2 separate regions of the Sus scrofa genome follow, and region 2 is linked to region 1. A link is a contact called in public Hi-C data. All regions are on one chromosome and are shown on one strand. The core of a region is the stretch at or near the end of the contact, and the rest is flanking DNA. Distances in the headings are between cores, read along the strand shown. Region 1 holds the start of RIPPLY1 (protein ripply1). Region 2 overlaps MORC4 (MORC family CW-type zinc finger protein 4).

The links. Hi-C and Micro-C count contacts between places; a contact is called where the count stands out from the background.
Region 2: a contact with region 1 is called in a Hi-C map of fetal liver, with 2.5 times the contacts expected there. The contact joins the enhancer-like site here to the promoter of RIPPLY1 in region 1. A contact is called at or near these places in 1 of 5 promoter capture datasets (liver), 16 of 47 Hi-C or Micro-C datasets (alveolar macrophages, brain, embryonic fibroblasts and 6 more) and 1 of 2 datasets of contacts at active chromatin or transcription factors (skeletal muscle).

What each region holds. Positions count from the first base shown.
Region 1 is chrX:87,315,343-87,322,011 of Sscrofa11.1, reverse strand. RIPPLY1 (protein ripply1) reads left to right here and starts at 2,432. Exons shown (of 4, transcript XM_013986325.2): 1 at 2,432-3,533; 2 at 4,555-4,609; 3 at 5,229-5,293; 4 at 5,839-6,657. The coding sequence starts at 3,382. The coding sequence ends at 6,103.
Region 2 is chrX:87,383,054-87,390,096 of Sscrofa11.1, reverse strand. It overlaps MORC4 (MORC family CW-type zinc finger protein 4), which reads left to right. Exons shown (of 15, transcript XM_021079789.1): 9 at 850-978; 10 at 3,283-3,351; 11 at 4,033-4,084; 12 at 5,495-5,670. Among named protein-coding and RNA genes, the nearest start is that of CLDN2, 34 kb to the right of the region's middle. Within about 2 kb of position 5,551, at least 1 of the 83 cell types and tissues checked has an H3K27ac peak or open chromatin away from gene starts, as enhancers often do. A contact at or near this core is called in fetal liver, where this site is marked.

The DNA.
Region 1 (6,669 bases), core at 1,183-3,682:
CAGGAGAACAGCCAGGTGCTCACTTTTGCCGAGCAAACCTGGCAGGCTTTAAATCCTTCAGGCTAGGAGAGGCCCATGGGAAAGGCCCAACTGAGGGGCCCGTGGCTTCATCTCCTACAAGCTGAATGAGGCCGAGGCAATTCTTAGGAGGTAGTAAGACAGAGCAGTTAGGTAGGGGAGAAGAAAGATCCATGGAGACAGGCCTGGGCTCCCAGAGAGGAAGCTGGGAGCTGGTGTGAGAGGAACCTCAAGGCCTGCTGTTCCGGGAGGGAACGGGCTGGACAGCCTGGATTGTGAAAAACTGTGGCTGAGTGAACACAGGTTCGAGGTTGACCGAGCATGAGCTCTGGGCTCTGGAGGAATATCTACCTCTTCTCCCTGCTCTCCCCGCTTCTGCCTATGTTCTGAATTCGTGGCCAACCAGAGATCAAAAAGTTCCCAGGGTATGACAAGAAGTCTGCTTCTTCGTCCATCACATGCCACCTTCCAGCCCAGTCTCTTCCACCTGGTTCCCTCTCAGCCTTACCCCTCATTTGAGCCAGTGACACAGGACAAGCACACTCTCAACTTCTGCAGGTAAATTCAGCAAGAAGCCTCAGAGATGGATAGAAATTTGAGCTCCCTGGCAGGCCTCCTCCCCCATCCCACCCCCCCCACACACTTTCCCCCCACCCCCCACCCCAGACTTTCCTTTCCAGGATCCAGGCTGCACTTACACAATTCAGGGACAGAGAGCTTAGTCCAGTCCAAGGCTCCACTCATTTCACCACATATAATAAACCTCTGTTTATTGAGAGCCGGTATAGTGCCAGGCCTTTGGGTTAGGTGGTGGCTGGGCTGTGGCAAAGTTTTCCTTTGATCGAGCCAAAACGTGTCTCCCTGTAGATTCTACCCTGGGCTTCAGCCCTGCCCTTTGAAGTTACAGAGAACAAGTGTATAATCTCATTGCAGCTAATCCTCAGATATTTGAAAATGGCTGTCATTTCCCGAAGAGTTTTGTCTCCTCTGTGGATAAACCTTTCTTTCTTTTTATTTTTTAATGAGTCACAACTCTTTGTTTGTTACTCACATAATATCAGGGCTTGTGGAACTTGGTAGAAAAATTCAGAAAAGCCTGAAGAAGGAAGTAAAAACCTACCATAATCTTACTCCCAGAACCGACCACTATAACACACTCCTTTCTTCTTCTTTTTTTTTTTTTTTTTTTTTTGCTTTTTTAGGGCCACACTTGCAGCATATGGAAGTTCCCAGTCTAGGGGTCGAATCGGAGCTACAGCTGCCGGCCTACACCAGAGCCACAGCAATGCCAGATCCGAGCCGCATCTGTGACTTACACCACAGCTCACGGCAACGCCGGATCCTTAACCCACTGAGCGAGGCCAGGGATCGAACCTGCATCTCATGGATCCTAGTCGGGTTCATTAACTGCTGAGCCACGACGGGAACTCCACACACTCCTTTCTTCTAACCAGTCTTCCCCCCAATCCCGCCCCTGCACACTGTGTAACTCTAAGTTATATTGCACAGGCTTCTTTTTTTTTCACTTTTCAATATATTAACTTTCCCCCAATGTTTTACCCAGCCAATTTGAATATGAAATTGTATAACTGTTCAATGATTGCTTTAACCGGCTTTCTAAAGTGAGACATTTGGCTGGTTTCCAATTTTCCTTACTACAGAAAAACACAGTGGGGCTGGAATTTGAAGTAGGCTGGAGGGAGGGAGGGGGTAGGCGAACAGAGAAAAAAAAGAGCTCTTTAATCAAATTATTCATGCTATTTTATTTATGTATGTATGTATTTATTTATTTTTGCTTTTTAGGGCCACACCCTCAGCATATGGAAGTTCCCAGGCGAAGGGTCGAATCAGAGCTAGAGCTGCCGGCCTACACCACAGCCACAGCAATGTGGGATCCAAGCCACATCTGCAACCTACACCACAGCTCACAGCAATGCCAGATCCTTCACCCATCGAGCGAGGCCAGGGCTCGAACCCGCATCCTCATGGATCCTAGTCAGGTTCTGAACCTGCTGAGCTACAATGGAAAGTCCTATTCATATTATTTTAGCATCTGAATTTTTTTTAATTTTTACTTTTGTGTTGATAACATACTTCCCAGAACATGATGGCGAGTGCCTGCTTAGTACTCAGTTGCAAGGACTTACCCTAATTAATAGAACTGGTTTCCTATTATTGGACATTGAGGGGGTTTCTAATTTTTGACGATGACACATCTGCCTGTGATGCATCTGAGGAGCTAAATAAATCTGCGCCGGTGCTGGACAACTGAGGTCAGGAGGCATATTTTCGGGACCTCTAAAGCATAAGGAACCTGCCAGTAGCTGTAACTGGAAGCTTTCTGGCAAAGGCCCAGAAGACTGGCTGAGGTCAAGGACTGTGGCTGAGCCGCTGGGCTTGCCCCCAGGTCAGTACCCATTTACCCAGCCCACGTCACAGAGTGTCCAGGCTGATGGTGCCCTTGGGGACCACTGGGGTCACATCCTCCTCTCACACGTGAGGGACCCGAGGCCCCAGGGCCAGAGATGGCCCTTCGGCAGCTGCGCAGCTGGGCAGGGCTCTGCTTTCCCCCAGCACCCTGGCTCCCCGACTGGAAGCTGAGCTCTGAGATCTGGAATCTGACCTGGAAACCCTAGAAAAATGCTGCCTGCGCTCCTTTCCCGGACCACTTCCTGCTGAGGCTGGACAGGGGATTCCGGCACTTTTGCAAACAAACCAGTAAAGGCGAAGGCGTGGAAAGAAGACTTAAGGTTCATCCCCACCGACAGGCATCCGCGCCTGCGCCTGCTCCCCGCCCCCAGAATCCCACCCCCCCCCGGCCTTGGGTGATAAGTTTAAGGGCAGGACGCTATATCAGGTCCACCAGGGAAATCTATTTGGAGTGTGAGCTGAAATCACACGTGAGTCTCTCACTTGCCTTAGGAGCCGGCTCAGCTGTCTCTTGTCGCTGGGAACTGGCTCTGCTAAAGGCCCGTCCCCCCCCAGCCTCCTCTGCCTGAGCCCTCCCCCCCCTCCCCTCAAAGGCCTTGCTGCAGCCTGGGGAATTCGCACAAATGGTGTGCGATTTGCCCCTTTTGTGTTTTTCTTTCTGACTTGGAGGTAAAGAAAACCCTTCACCCCGCTCTGACTCTCTGTTTATTCAACTGGGAGAGATTTCACACCCAGGAACACCGCTCTCCCCGGCGTGAGCCTTTTTTCCTAAATCTTCGTCGTCGTCCCAGCTATTCCATCCCTGCAGGTCCCTGAATAATTTATGAGTCCACGCTGGCCTTATAAAAGGGTCTTGCAGAAAAGGCCAAAGGAGTTCAGGAGGTTCTGAGAAATAGGAGCCCCCACAGCCTGCCTGGCTGTGACAGCCAGAGGATGGACTCTGCCACTCAGGCTGCAGCCGCCCCCACCCCAGCCCTGACCCTGGCCCCAGCTCCAGCCCTAGTGCAGAGCCCCCCGGCACTCCCTGGCCCAGGAAGCCCATTGTCCCTTCTCTCCTCTGGACAAGAAATAGATGGAAGCAAACGGTAAGTGGAACTTGGCCTTGGGCAACTTGAACTCAGACTTAGTGTGGTTCCTGGGAGAGGAAGGGACATTAGATGTGCCTTGTTCTCTGCAAAGGCAAAAGGCGAAAGCCTCACAGCCCCCAGAGGGCTCCACATCTCGGGCTGCAATATCTCAAATGGCTTGTCACCTCACAAGTCGCTCTGGCTGGCAGGAGGGGACTCGGGGACGGGGGCACTGCCAAAGCCGAAAGCTGAACTGTCATGAAACCTGGGTCGAACATGACCTAGGCTGTAGAACGGGGAACATGGTCCAAAGTCCCAAGAAGCCTGTGATGGAGGGACAGTCTCTTTCTTGACCACATCACAAGATTTTCACTGCCTTTTTCTTTTTCCTACCTTCTAAAGTCTCGTGGGGAGGTGGTGGACCCAGACATTTTTTTTTTGGCCCCTTTCCCCAGCCCAGGAAGATGGTGGAACTGTGAGCTCTCCTGCCTGGAGGGGGAGGTAGGGGGCAAGATATTTTTTCCGCCCAACCCTCATTCATCCCTCTAACCATTTAACCTTCACCAAGCATTGAGGGAAGCACCTGCTGTGTACTGGGCCTTAGGCTAGTAGGTGTTGGGGATTCAGATACAGCAGGACAGAAATCTGCCCTTAAGAAGCTCTAAGGGGAGTTCCCATCACGGCTCAGTGGTTAATGAATCCAACTAGGAACCATGAGGTGGCGGGTTCAATCCCTGGCCTCTCTCAGTGGGTAAAGGATCTGGCATTGCCGTGAGCTGTGGTGTAGGTTGCAGACAGGGCCGCACCCTAGAAAAAGACAAAAAAAAAAAAAAAAAAAAAAAGAAGCTCTAAGACAAGTAAATCAATCATCCTCAGTGAGATAACATTGTCCTGGACTCAGGGTCCTTAAGAAAGTCTTCCTGGAGGAGGCGGAATCTGAGCCAAGTTTTTGGCAGGCCTCCTATGTATCTCAGGGGGCCCACAATCCCCAATCCAGTCTCTTCTTCCTCCACCAACTGACTTCTCCTCCTTGTCCTAGAGGAGCTTGTCTGTGGAGGCCCTGGCTGTCCTCTGCAAGTGACCCCCGGAGGCAGGTGAGGAAACCTGCGGATCTGGTGAGTTTGAACCCCTGTTCCACGCGGTCGCATGTGCCCATGGCCACGTGCCTTCATGCTGAGCAGCTCCCTTCCAGAGAGCCCTCTGACCTCTTTGCAGGGCTGCAGATCCGGCAAAGCACCTCCCCAGCCTTGCCCACGTTTCGATTCCTGCAACAGCTCTAGGGAGGAAAGCAGAGTCAAGGTTCCTGGGGCGATTTGAAAGATGAAGAGACCCATTCCCAGAGCAGGAAAGAGATGTGGGCAGGCTCCAGAGCGCATCTGCTGTGGAGCTGGTGCTAGAATTCCAGTCTCCCAGCATCCAGCCCCAGTGCTCTGCCCCCACCTCATCTTTGCTGCTCCAGTAGAACTCTGTCCCCAGGTCTGTCTCCAAACAGGTGTTAGAACGGGGGCAGGAAAGCACTCCCCCCCGGACTTTATCCACTTGTTTTTCAACCACAACCAGGACAGACCCCCTTGCTGGGGCGGGGGCTGGACCCCAGAGATATCTAAGGTCTCTTCCAGATCAACTTACCTGCAGGTTCCTAACCCCTGATACAAAAGAGCCAGTTATCTGGCCATGTACTTTGAGCCACATGCTAGCTTTTGCTTTGGACAGGCCGCCGGTGAGGCAACAGGTGCCAAGGTCACCAAGGGTGACTCCGAGTTCCATCATCCTGTCAGGTAAGCATCTGGCACCAGGCTCAGAACTTGATGTAGCTCCATTAGCCACAGCCCCGTGAAGCAGGAGGAGGGAGGCACCGCTGCGATCACCTTTTCACAGACCAGGAAACTGCAGCCCAGAGAGGTTAAGGGACTTGGCCAAGGTTGCCGTCCCTGGAGTCATGGTCAATGACCCCTAAGAATGAGCCCCAAGGGAGGGGTCAGTGAACAAAGCCTTAGTAGGAGTTGGAGGACAGAGAGCTAGAGAATCCTTGGCTGAAGGCCTTCTGAGGTGGGGGTGGGTGGGTGGGATCAGTGTCAGGACCGATACAGGCTTGCGGCTGGGGCTTCCCATAGCTTTAAGCACACCAGACATTACCTTCCTGCCTGGAACCCAGTTGTAACAATCCAGAAGGTTCTGTCGCAAAGCTCTCTTTCTTCCTTTTCCTCTCACCCGGTTACTGCAGGCGGAAGGATTTAGGAGCTGGCTTCCTTCTTGGCACTACCGAGCCCTCTGCACATATGAACCCTGCTAAGTTGGGGCCATATTTCTTCTCTGTCCACAGGCTCTTCTGGCCTAAATCCCGCTCCTTTGACTACCTGTACAGTGATGGGGAGATTTTACTGCAGAACTTCCCTGTCCAGGCAACCATCAACCTCTATGAGGACTCGGACAGCGAGGAGGAGGAAGAGGAGGAGGGGGAAGCAGAAGAGGAGGAGAAACAGGAGGCAGATGAAAAGGGGCCAGAAGGGTGTGGGAAGGTTCCAGGGTCAGCACCACACAGGGCCACAGCTCCTCCTCCCTCCCTGCCCCTGACCTGTCCCAATTGAACCAGACAGAGTCTGATTGGGGTTCAGTATGCCTGGTAAGGCCACCAGGGCACTGATTAGCCAGGGATCTCCAGGCACAGCTGTCTGGATTGAAAGCTGGGGCCTCAAGTCATTGGCTCACCCTGGCTCACCCACGAGTCCAGGCCTCTGGCATCTCATTGGGTTGCTGTTTTGTTGACAGTGATAGGGTCCTAGGAGCTCTAGGGGAAGGAAGACTTGCTTTCTGAAGTCCCCAGGGAGCAGATCCGGACAGAGCATGCCCGTGCAGCGGGGAATGGTTGCTCTTCAAGGCTCTTTGACTCCCCAGCCTTCCAGGTGGTTGTATAGTCCTGTCTCCCTAGAGAAAGCCCACCTGCTGGCTTCATCTCCAGGGATATGAGAGCAACAGCAGATCCAGGCACAATTGGGGTGCCTTCCTGATGGACCTTGCAGGAAGGGAAGGGCACATCTAGAGAGTCAGCTTGCTATGGGGACCTCCTTCCTTCTACTGGGGGTCTCTGTGTTGACACGAGATGAATCAGGAGAAAAAATAAACTAGATGATGTTTACCTTTTTCCTGGAACTGA
Region 2 (7,043 bases), core at 4,302-6,801, 65 kb before region 1:
GAGACATTTTAATGATGTGAGCCACACCGGAAGTTCAGAGGAGACATTTTAATGATGATGTTTCAGTGACTCTCAAATGCAATTCAAATCTGTTGTGGGATTGGATAGAAGCAAATTAAATAATTCAGTGGGTTTTATTTTTTTAGTAATATTGCAACATATATATATATATATATATATAATATATATGTATAATTTTCTGCCAGTTAATAAATTTTAGAGTTAGTTATACTTTTGTTGGCTTAGAACTAGCGATTCCAGGATAAGTACTACTGACCTCCATAACATGGTGGTTCACCATGTTAATACTTGCTACTTGGAGTTCCCAGAGTGGCGCAGTGGTTAACGAATCCGACAAAGAACCATGAGGTTGCGGGTTCGATCCCTGGACTTGCTCAGTAGGTTAAGGATCTGGCGTTGCCATGAGCTGAGGTGTAGGTCGCAGACATGGCTCGGATCTGGCGTTGCTGTGGCTGTGGTGTAGGCCGGTGGCTACAGCTCTGATTAGACCCCTAGCCTGGGAACCTCCATATGCTGCAGGTGCAGCCCTGAAAGGACAAAAGACAAAAGAAAAAAATACTTGCTGCTGTTTTTCGTATCTATGTTTGGTCTAGTTCTATCATTGTTTTATCTATAAAGTTCAAGATATAACATATGTTATATGCTGTGGGTTCAGCCCTAAAAAGCCAAAAAAAAAAAAAGGAGAAGATTGTTAGAAACCTAGACTGTTACATTTCTAACACATCTCGCATATAAAATCATTTTCTTTCGCTTTTAAGTTGTACCTTTCTCATATAAGAGTACAGAGCTAGGATATATACAGTCATACTTCTGTTTTCCTTCATTCAGGAAGATTCCTGACCAGACATGGGTACAGTGTGATGAGTGTCTTAAATGGAGGAAGCTTCCTGGCAAGGTTGATCCATCTACATTGCCTGCAAGATGGTTTTGTTACTATAATTCCCATCCAAAGTACAGGTAAAGTTAAGACTTGGTATTTTGCCAGAGGTAATTCCTGATTTGTCTCTCTATTCAAAAACGTTTATCTCAAGTCCACACTCTTTGGACCTGGCATTCAAGCCCCTGTGCTAACTGGTCCCACCCTACCTGTCCAGCCTTACTATTCATTGTATCTTAACACAAACTCTCTGCTTTAGAAGGCCCGTGGCTTCACTTTTCCCCGCCCATGCCACACATCTTCCCTCCTCCATGACATGATGCTGTCATTCCCACTTGCTTATAGTGACTTTGTGCATTCCATCTGCCTACCTGAATCATGTCCGTCTGGGAAGCTTAAGTATTTGGTGTGATACGTCTCCTGTTGACAGTAGTTCAGTTTACAGTGATTTTACCCTGGCTTCCTGTGGTATTTAATTCTTGACATTTGTTCGCATACTGTTTGAATGTTGTGGATGGTTTTCATCTGTATATACCTGGGCTCTTCAAAAGATTATAAACTACTCAAGGGAGTTCCCGTTGTGGCTCAGCGGAAACGAATCTGGCTAGTATCCATGAGGACGTAGGTTCGATCCCTGGCCTTGCTCACCGGGTTAAGGATCCAGCATTGCCGTGAGCTGCGGTGTAGGTCACAGATGCGGCTTGGATCTGGCGTGGCTGCGGCTGTGGCGCAGGCTGGCAGCTGTAGCTCCGATTTAACCCCTAGCCGGGAGACTTCCATATGCTGTGGGTGCAGCCCTAAAAAGCCAAAAAAAAAAAAGAAGGAAATTGTAAACTATTTGAGAATAAGGGATTTACCTTTCAGATGGAGTAGATTTCCTTCATATGCTTCCTATACCTGAGTCTGTTATAGTACCTATTGTACATTCGATGCAGATTGCTTACATTTGTCTTTCTAATATAGCATATGTTTCCTGAAGCAACTGACATCTACATAGTGCCTGGCATATCCATAGGCATTCAGTTCAATGTAACAAATATTTTTTATTCGACTCAATCATATACATTCATAATAATAATTCAGTTTGCTTCAATTCCGCTGTGACTTTCTTAATTTTTTTCTTCAGGATAAATGCTGATAGAAAAAGGGTAGTAAACCAAGGTATTCTTTTTAGAAAAAATGGTTTAAAATGGAGGAAATTAAAATAAATGCAGTCCAGGTGTGTAATGAGCAAAGATTCCCCCACAGTCTCCAGATGTGCCTAAATACCTCTTGGGGTTTGTGTGATTAAAATGTGGGACTGAGTGCTTAGAAGTCTCATTTTTGAATCCTGTATATCCTATCAGTTTATACTTAGTCCAAAATACTTTGACCCCTAATAAAACGAGTATAATATAGGGTTTCCAATTCTTAATTTTTATTTATTTGTTTCTAGGATTGCTTGTGTCCATTGAATACATTTTCTAGTACTCTTTTCAGCTTTTTCTTCTAAAAGTCTCTTCTTCATGCCTGACATATTGCAAATGTCTTTTCATGCATGGAATCTTCTTTTTCTCCTCTTCGCTAGTCTCTGTTCCTTTTACAACGTCAGCTCCTAGTCTCTTCTTGCTGCTCTCTGTCATAGCCTCTGATTTTCTTCTTCAGATGTCATCACAGAGTTTAGGGATTCTCCTGCTTCTAGACTGCACCTTGGGAGTACTTTCTTACTAAACAAGACACGAAAGACCTAGATTCTAGTAAACAAGACACAAAAGACCTAGATTCTAGTCTCAGCAATATTCTCTTTGTATGGAACCTCAGCAAGACTCTCTCTCTCTCTCTTTTTTTTTTTAATTTTTCATTTCAGGGCTGTACCTGCTGCATATGGAAGTTCCCAGGCTGGAGGTCGAATCAGAGCTGCAGCTGCCAGCCTGCACCACAGCCACAGCAACACAGGATCCAAGCCACATCTGTGACCTACACTGCAGCTCAAGGCAACACCTGATCCTTAACCCACTGAGCAAGGCCAGGGATGGAACCTGTATCCTCCTGGATACCAGTTAGGTTCTTAACCCACTGCGCCATAACAGGAACTCCCAAGGAAGTCTCTCTTGTGCTTGAACGTCACTGTGTAAAAATAGAGATATAAATTTGGTAGCTGTCAAGTTCTTTGGATGTCTTGGGAGAAGAGTGACATATGCACCCAAAATAATGGCACGATATGCCTTGGGAAAAGAATTGCTACATGTTAACCTGCACACAGGTTTGGCAATGTGGGTGGCATCTGATCTCTGTAATGCTAGAGGATGGTTAACCTGCCTTGTCATAGTTGTGAGGAAAGTGAAGGGTAAAAGCGAAGGGCACGTTTTGTTTCTGAAAGACGATTTTTCTTCTCTGTGCTGCAGGAGGTGCTCTGTTCCAGAGGAACAAGAACTCATTGATGAAGACCTCTACTTGAGCAAAGCTAAGAAACAGTTGAGTATACCCAAAGTGGTGTTCTATATCAAAGAGCAGAGGAGCCTGATCCTAATAGCACAGGGGAATTTTGAGAAGAGAGACTTTTGGGGGGGGGGCTTGTTTTTAATGATGTATCTACTTACTTTTCTGATCTTCCAATTCTTTATTCTTCCTAAGCATTTCCCAAATGTCTCAACTAGTGATTGCTTTTAGACTGCCTCCCTCTTCCCCTCCACTTCTTCTTCTTCTTCTTCTTTTTTGGCTTTTCTAGGGCCGCACCCACGGCATATGGAAGTTCCTGGGCCAGGGGTCTAATTGGAGTTGTAGCCACCAGCCTACACCACAGCCACAGCAACACAGGATCTGAGCCACGTCTGCAACCTACACCACAACTCTCGGCAACGCTGGATCCTTAACCCACCGAGCAAGGCCAGGGATCGAACCCGCAACCTCATGGTTCCTAGTCAGATTCATTAACTACTGAGCCACAAGGGGTACGCCCCTCTCCACTTCTTTTGATAGGGCATTTGAAATCCCTCTTCAGTGGTAGAGTTCAGGAAGGAACCCTTAGTTACTCAATGAGATTCATACTATTTCTGGTTTAGAAGGAACATTATAACCTAAATCTGCAATTGGTGATCCGTTTCAAACTGAGAAATTTTACGAGTGACCTAAATAGCACTTTTGTCTTCTCCTAGAGATCAAACTATTGAGAAGAAGAAGGTACCATTGGAAAATGAGAGCCACCAGGTGAGAGACAGTCCACGTGCTTCCTTTTCTCACACAAAATTTTCCCCAACAGAGGACATGGGTTGAAGGGAGCAGCACTCTTGAAAGCTGCATAGAAATAACAAACCATTTTTTCTGGTGGTCTTTTTTTTCATTGCATCTTTTGATTGCACTTTGATCTGCCATTACTGATGTTCAGATCCCCAAAAATAGAAGAGCCGAATCATATATTGCCCATATTTGGATTTAGTATTGATTCTGGAAAGTGTGAATGTCACATTGGGTGTCACGGAATATTCAGGGTTCTGGTCCGTCCTCACACAGGCTGCTCCCGTTGAGTGTCTGGTTTTCCTCAGTCTCCTTTCTTCCAGGATTCAGGGGTGATTCCTTTCTCCTTCCTCTTGGGAAGAAGGGGTGGTTCTTTGTGCCCCTCCCCCTTCCCTGCTTTCAGGCTGGCTGGCTTTATAAAGACTCTGCTGTTTTGAATTTTCAGGAGCACTGTCTCTCGGACATGGTTGCCCAGCTCCGGACGCTGAAGGGTGCAATAAGGTTGGCCGTCCTTTCAGGGACACTCCTTTCCTGACAGCCACCATAGCACCCATATATCTTCCCCACCCAACCTTGCCTTTCTGCATGATACTCCTCTTGACCCTCTTTCCCAGAGATATCTGCTAGTAGCATGTTAGATTCACCTTCCACCCACTCAGTCAGGGTAGGTGAGACTGGTGAGGATAGAGGCAATTAAATACTAATTCTTCTTCTGACACGCTACCAAGACCCAGGTGTATTAATAAACACGTTTCATACACTAATGTCTTAATAGTCTGATGTAGAGATTGGGAGATTTCCTGGGACTGCCCTGTCCTCATTCAGTTTACCTCCCCTTTATAAACTCCTTCACCTTCATCGTTCATGCTGTCTTCATAAGCTGGCTCTCCCACGAGATCCCAGATGCATGTCTCTGTGTGTGTGCAATATGAATATATGTTAGTCTCTCGCATGCATTTCTCCAAGACCAGCACAGACACTTGCTGCAATGCTTATTCCCTCCATCCCTGCCCTCATCACAGATCTCGGAGGAGTGAAAACCTAGCCTTAAACTGGGTCACAGGAGAGAATTAGACAGCGATTAGGGGGCCTGGGTTTGTGTTGTGGGTGGGATGATTCTAGGAGCCAATAAGTGAGTTGGGGAGGTCTGCTGGTGTCCAGCTGATAAGGCTATAACTGAACGTGCCTGGGGTCAGTGTTCTAGTGTACATTACTGTGCGCTGTTTCGCTGTTTGTTTTGTGTGGGAAACAGTTTCTTTTTTTTTTTTTTCTTTTTTTTTTTTTTTGGCCGAGTGTTCTTTCCTAGCATCAGAAGGATTGACTCATCCTTTGGTATTTAGTTTGAAATTGGGATTTTTATGAATTGTTTTCTTTCTTTGCTAGGTATTCACTAATCCAGTGAAGATCCCTTCTATTCAAGATATGGAGGACCTGAATAATAAGACAGCTGGATATGAGGGAATTGATAGCCCTAGCCAGCTTTCATCTGTTGGAGAAGAAAGCAGAACACCTTCTCTTCAACTTAAGCCTCTGGATTCCAGTGTTTTTCAGTTTTCCAGGTGGGTTAAAAAAAAAACACCACAGTATCTCTTCAAAATAAGCTTCAAGGTTCATTTTCGTGTAGAATAAATTGGTATGGTTATCATATTTATGTTTTTCCTAAGGTCTGGCATAGAATTCAGAAGGAGAAATACCATTTGGGGTTAATAGACTTGTGTGTTATGTATACGACCCATTTTTCGGCACTCTTAACTGTTCTGTCAAGTCTATTTTTCTATCTTTTTTTTTTTTTTTTGCTCTTTTGAGGTGATCGTTTGACAAATTCTCTTTTATGGATTATATATTGACATTATGCTGGGAATTGTATGAGTGAAATAATGGGCATGAAAAAGTCTTTGAAAAGCATAAGGTACTATACAAATGTAAGGTAATGTTACAGAGATAAACATTGTTTTTACCTGAAGTTTAGGAATATTGAAATCCCGCAGGGTCCCATTGACCTAGAACATGTTAGCCATATATAAAAATAAGTATTAGAAGTTTGCCATTAGGCAGGCCTTCTAGTTCCTTCTAGTTTATTTGAACCCTGGTTCACCTTTATCTAGGGTCAATTTTTAGTATAATTTTTAGTCTTGGGATTTGTTTTGTCTGTCTTCGGGTGCCTCATTAATATTATGTTGTTAGTCTTTACAATAGGAATTATCTTAAATATCAGGAATATTTGGAGCCCTAAAAGGTATGACTGTCCCTGTGCTCCCATGAATCAGTAACATTGGCGGAAGTAGGGACAGGAGTCATTTTTGCCCTATTATGTATTCCTGGACCTGCCAGAAGTGAGAAGCATAGTAGAGAAGAGAAAGCAAGTCACTATTCTTCTCACTTCTGGCAGGTCCAGGCCATAGGGAAGGTACAGACTTGCTCTGTAATAGTAGAAACTTCTACAGTCTTCAGGAATGTGACTGTTATATGGGGGTTGTGAACTTCTCATTAACCCTCTTCAGTTTGGATATCTTCTTAACATACTATAAGGAAAAAGCAAAGAAATATATAATACGGCAAAACTGACTCCTGTCCCTACCTCCACCAATGTTACTGATTCCTTTCCCTCTTTCTTGCTTCTTAGGTGGGTCTTTTTAGCTTCTCACGTAGGCAAGCATCTGTTTATGTGTGCAAGTGTCCTATTCAGTGATTCTTCCACAGTTAAGCCCTGTAGATATTGAAAGATCCCCATATACCCCTGAGCATGAACACAAAGTCTCAAGAGAAGTAAGCTATTAGGAGCAAACCTAATAAAACTCTAAAGGAAATTAAATGAGAATCTGTATGAAAGCATCAAGAATAGAGCCTTGAAAGAGAGTATGTACTCAGTAACTAATGGTTGAATCTGAGTTATATTGAAGGAACTCTTTCTAAGATAGAACTGTGTAGCAAG